Regions from separate parts of the Capsicum annuum genome. Here region 1 is linked to region 2. The links are chromatin contacts, called in public Hi-C maps. All regions are on one chromosome and are shown on one strand. The core of a region is the stretch at or near the end of the contact, and the rest is flanking DNA. Distances in the headings are between cores, read along the strand shown. Region 1 holds the start of LOC107862590 (protein JOKA2). Region 2 has its middle 22 kb from the start of LOC107862592.

Evidence for each region. A called contact is a pair of places that touch in the nucleus more often than the background predicts.
Region 1: a Hi-C map of leaf shows a contact between it and region 2, with 1.8 times the contacts expected there. The contact joins the promoter of LOC107862590 here to the enhancer-like site in region 2. A contact is called at or near these places in 2 of 5 Hi-C or Micro-C datasets (leaf and placenta).

What each region holds. Positions count from the first base shown.
Region 1 is chr3:246,068,296-246,071,066 of UCD10Xv1.1, reverse strand. LOC107862590 (protein JOKA2) reads left to right here and starts at 1,413. Exons shown (of 7, transcript XM_016708212.2): 1 at 1,413-1,993. The coding sequence starts at 1,961.
Region 2 is chr3:246,027,248-246,029,964 of UCD10Xv1.1, reverse strand. No RefSeq gene overlaps it. Among protein-coding and RNA genes, the nearest start is that of LOC107862592, 22 kb to the left of the region's middle. Within about 2 kb of position 1,409, at least 3 of the 5 cell types and tissues checked have an H3K27ac peak or open chromatin away from gene starts, as enhancers often do. A contact at or near this core is called in leaf, where this site is marked.

The DNA.
Region 1 (2,771 bases), core at 164-2,663, 41 kb before region 2:
GCAGAGTAAGAATTTCTAGGTAGATTCCAACGAGTGTTACTTTATAGATGAAAAATGATTTTGGCGAGTGTTATTGTGAATTCTGGTAGTGGTTCACTAGACAGTTTCCTTGAATGTGAGTAGTGGTTCACTTAGCCGTAAAGATAAGTTGCACTTCCTTAAGTCATTTTAATACAGGTAAATAGTTAAGCAAGCAAAAAAACTGCACTTCTTTAAGTCATTCCACTAAAATATTTTTTATTATTTTTGCTTTTTCAGTTTTGATTTGAAATCTTTGGCTGTTACAGTAGAAAAGCGTAACAAAAGAAAGATTTGTTGGTATCAAATTATAGAATAAAAATATACTTATTCTTTCTATTTTTTTTTTAAATTGTTATTTGTCTTTAATAGAAAATAAATATTGTATATGCTTGCAAAGACTATATGGATATATGGACACTGCATATGCATGCATAAATTCCCCTTCTATCTTGTTATAGAAGTGTATTAATGTGGTATAAAAGAGTATCTATTGGGTATATGGTCTCCTCTTTTTTTTTTTTTTAAAAAGTGTATCAATATGGTATAAAGTGTATCAATCTAATATAAAAAAGTATCAATTGGATATATGGACATTGCATATGCATAGATTTCTCTTTTATCTTGTTATAAAAATGTATTAATGTGGTATAAAAGAGTATCAATTAGGTATAGGATCCCCTCTTTTTTTTTTAAAAAGCGTATCAATCTAGTATAAAAGTGTATCAATATGGTATAAAAGTGTATCAACTGAGAATAGAAACTGCATGTGGCCTACTGGGCAAATGGCTAAAAGAAGAAATAAATTTACCCGATAGGCTACAGTTGTCCACCTTTTCAACTGTGGACCATTTTTTAAAAATGGGTCAATTCATATTCTTTTCCCTTCTTTTATTATATTTTAGTTATTGGGTATTTTTTTGTTGTTATTATTTCCATATTAGTTATTAATTTTTTAGTTATTGTTTTTCATATTCATACTTACTTTGATTTGTTATAATTAAGCGGAGCATCATTTGAAAACAACCTCTTGAAAAGAAAAAGATAGTGATAAGGTGAACATAACTTTACTCTCTACAGATCGTATTTATGAAATTTTATTGTGTATATTATTAATTCGAACAAATGGTGATTAATAGCTTACCACATCACAAAATATTGTAAATTGTATTTAAGAATATTGTATCACTACTTTCAGTGGAGACAAAAATACTATAGAGTTCTTCGCATTTGTTGTAACTTTTAATAGTCAAAATTACCTGATAGCTATTATTTTTGAAAGATGCCAAATATTTGATGAAATTATTCAGAGACAGTTATGAAAAAGAAATATTTTATCAAATGAATTTGATATAATAAGAATTAAAATACAGAATTAAATTTTTTAATACCTTAACCATCCCATATCATGATCTCGTCAACATAGTAGTATTATCCATTCTGGATATGTCCTAGAAGACTTTTTAGTTTCCTTAGCACCGTAGATTTCTTTGGGAGCAAGAAATAAACTTTTGGAAAAAAATAATAATAATAAATGTTTTAATAATATTAAAATATTAAATAAACAATAAAAAAAGACCAAAGAAATATGGGAGCTTGCCCACAAAAAAGGTCTATAAAAGTTGAGAATCCTACACATAAGCATTTGGGTTTTCTAGTTCTAGTGAGAGAAGCGCGGCTTACGGTTACGCGTGGATTCATTACGTGACATTACTCATTCCTCTCTCTTCTTCTTCTTCTTCCTCCTTCTCCTGCTTACTGTTTCACCGTTTATATCGCTTACTTGAATCTCAATTTCTAGGGTTAGGGTTTTGAAATCATCTCTCTTTTTTTGTATATCGTAATATCTATATATATATTATAGTGAAATCTTAAGGTTCGGCGGGCTTACCTGGAACGCTACTCTTTACTGTCGACTGTCTACTGAAATCTTTACCTACACATGGCGTCTATGGACTCATCTATTGTCATCAAGGTTCGATTTTCCGGCTCTTCCTTTTTTCTTTAAAATTAATATATGTTGTTTATATCGCCTTCCATGTTGGCTTTCTGTTTGAGTTGATGAGGACATCTGTCTTTTATTTTCTTTAAAAAATTGCTAATTTGTGTTATTGGTTGTGGATTTGATGTACTCTTTGTTTGAGGGCTAAATTTGTGTTATTTCTTTCTTCCAATACAATGAGCTGGGGCTTTTTTTTTTTTTTGGGTGAACGAAAGTGGTTAATTAAAATTGACTACTTTCTGCAAGTCTTTTTGGGTGTTGTGTTCTGTTCTGTTCATGATTGTTTGCGCTTATCTGTTTTTAAGAATTGCTGTTTATTCATAGTAAAAATCTTGTTCTCACATGCAAATATTTGAGGTTTTGTACATACTCCCTCCGTCTCATTTTACTTGTTCCAATTTAACTTGGCATATTGATTAAGAAAAATAATTAATAACATAGTCAGTTTACCATAGTACCCTATTAAATGAGAGAGAGTAATTAATGCAAAGTTTAAAACGTGAATTTTTTTTTTTCTCTTCTTCATTTGTAAAGAATGACAAGTAAAATGATAAATCAAATTAGGAGATTTGGGACAAGTAAAATGGGAAGGAGGGAGTATGTTAGTGTTAGTTGAATTAGCATTTTGGGACTTTCTCCTTCTTCCCGTCTTGATTTGGTTGAATTGTTTCTTGTTTTGCTTTCTGGTTGAACTTTCAATTTTCAAGGAATGACATTTTGTGGTTTGCCTTTTTCTTGTTGTGCCTTGTAC
Region 2 (2,717 bases), core at 160-2,659:
GAATTTGTACTTGTAGATGAAAGGAATTTGTACTTATTCCTTTTAGCTTTTAGTTTCTTTTTGAGTATAATAGGTCTAGGTGTATAATTCCCTTACATTTCAAGTAAATGTTTTCAGTAGTCCTTCATTGGAGAGTTGTCCTCGCAAAAGACATCACTTGAAAGTATATGTGGTTTGCATTTTCTTTTTTTCAAACTTAGGGTGCTTATTTGATTGATAATTTTTAACTATGCAGAGCTAGATGTAAGGAACTGGAAGAAAGTAAGAAACATAAAAAAGGTTAGGAACTACAGTCTGCATGGTTTTAAGGTTGCATATTTTTTGTGCTAGGGAGATTCTTAGGTAATTGATTCTTGTTATGTTATGCATAAGGTCTTTAGTTATGGATAATGCTTGCATATGACTTAGAATTTTTGGGCTGAAGTACAGCTTCCTTGTGTAGTGTTTCAACTATATAAACTACACTATATTGCGGATTTCAACTTACTGGCGAAAATTTGCTTGAGATTACACAGATTTTGATTAGAACTTCAACACCTCAAAAGTATTGCATGAATATCAAGATCAGTAAACAAAGTTGAATCCTGCGAGGTTATGTTAGAATGTTGGCCTTATTTCTCTGAGATATGAGTATTTGTAGATGCTATGTAAAACTGCATATAGTTATTTTCTAATTTGCATTTATTTGTTAGGAAAAAAAGTATGACTTGGAACTGGAAGGGTCTGTTTTTGGGGAGAAATTCATAAACAAGATGTATATTCCAAGTAGCAGAGTTCAACATAAGATAGCTTGGTCAAGATTAATCTACTTGATAACCGATAGAAACAAAAGATGCTTTGCAGGCACATAACTTCAGCTTACAATCAGAAATATGTGTATATTGGTATTACTCGAACTAGCCATCCCTTGGGAACCGTCTCCCCTTTTACCCTGCAATGAAAGGCGGATGGATGGCTTAGCCTTGCCTGTAGTTAGAATGTAGAAATTCCTTTGAAAGGCTTAATCAATAGGAGAAGATGCACACAATGGCTTTTGCTCAGGTGCTGCGCACATGCTTCTAGGCTTATCTTCTACTAAGAAACTAATCTAAATTGAAACCTTTATTTCTCATAATCATGTTAGGAAATCAAAAGGAGAAGACAAATGGCCTTCCAGTTTACCTCTGTCAATGAAACAGCAACAATTTATAATGTGCTATAGCTGATACTCATTCATCCCTGGTACATGTACTCTTATCATCTGTTCAGTTCCTTTAGTTGCAGAATAAGCTTGACTACAAAGTTGAGAACTGAAAGAATAGTTATAGTTGATAAGATATGTGTGATAAATAAGGTTTGCTGGTTAGTATTGTCACAGGAGTTGTTCAAATTGGCTTTCAATGCTAAATGTTGATTTGAATGTTTGTACCACCATATTTAACTTGCTGGAGATATTGGTACCTGATGGGATGCTATATCCCATTCAAAGGGATATCAGTAATAAGTTCCATCATGCATTTTTTGGACAACGTGGAAAGAAATTATAGATGTTTCGAGAACAGTTATTGGGCCACACCATTATTCAGTTCAAATCATTGCAGTTACTTTCCCTTGATGGTGTAATTGAAAGATGCCCAGGACGTAAACATATTCTTTTGATTTTCTTAACTCTTGATAGACATCAGAGGGTAAAAACATTTTTGTTGTACATATTTTGGCACCAGCATGGTATTTTACGTTTAGTGTGTCAACTTGTACTTCTGTTTGATTTGCCGGCTTTTATTGAAAGTGTGCTATAACTAGGTCTTATTTTCTACACTTTGACCACATTTTCTCCTTATATTGTCGCAAAGGTGTTTTGCTTGATTTGCAGGCTTTTATTAAAGAGGAAATGTGCTAACCAGATTTGTATTCTATACTTTGACCACATTTTGTCCTTTTATTTCTATTGATAACGAAGATAATCTTTTTTAATTACAAACAACATAGAGATTTTGTTAATATGTGCAACAAACTAGCTGGATACGTATGCTTCCGCTATTACGTTAACCATAGAGATTGTGCATCTATGGACTCTGTCGTCATACCAGGTTCATTACAATAAAATACATCTGGAACACCAAGAGGGTCAGCCAACACAGAATAAAGAGTAGAGATGCATTTTTTTTTTTAACTTCTAAATTCCTGCATTGACTTGGCATCTTTAGAATGCAAAAGAAATTATCAGTGGGAATTTCATTTTCAAACCTCCTATGTATCATTTATCAATTCTCTTCTCAATCTGCCTATGACAACAATGGAAGAGGAGCGCTTACTGCTGTCTGTCGCTGCTTTTTGGCTATTGCAGTTTCCGAAGAAAATGGATATGGTGCTGAAGGGAGTGTGATTGACTGGACTACTTGATTAGAAGAAGGATTAAAGTTACTTTTCTGCTTTGATTTGTGGGGTGAATACTCAGGGAATGTTTACGTCATGCAACAAATCTAGAGTGGTACTTTTTCTTGGTATACAAAAAGGAAAATAATGGATTAAAAATATATTTAAAAAATGCATTATTTAGTGGAGATGGGAGTAAGGATCTCGTAACTTTACTGGTTTGGGCGATTCTGTATATTTGGGTTGCATCAAAAGTTGATAAAAGTGCATTGAAATTCTAAATTAATAATTTGTTTGGAAATTGACTGAAGAGCTTCAGTGTCTTTGTTGTTTCTTGCTCTTGAAAGTAAATTAGGCGTGCT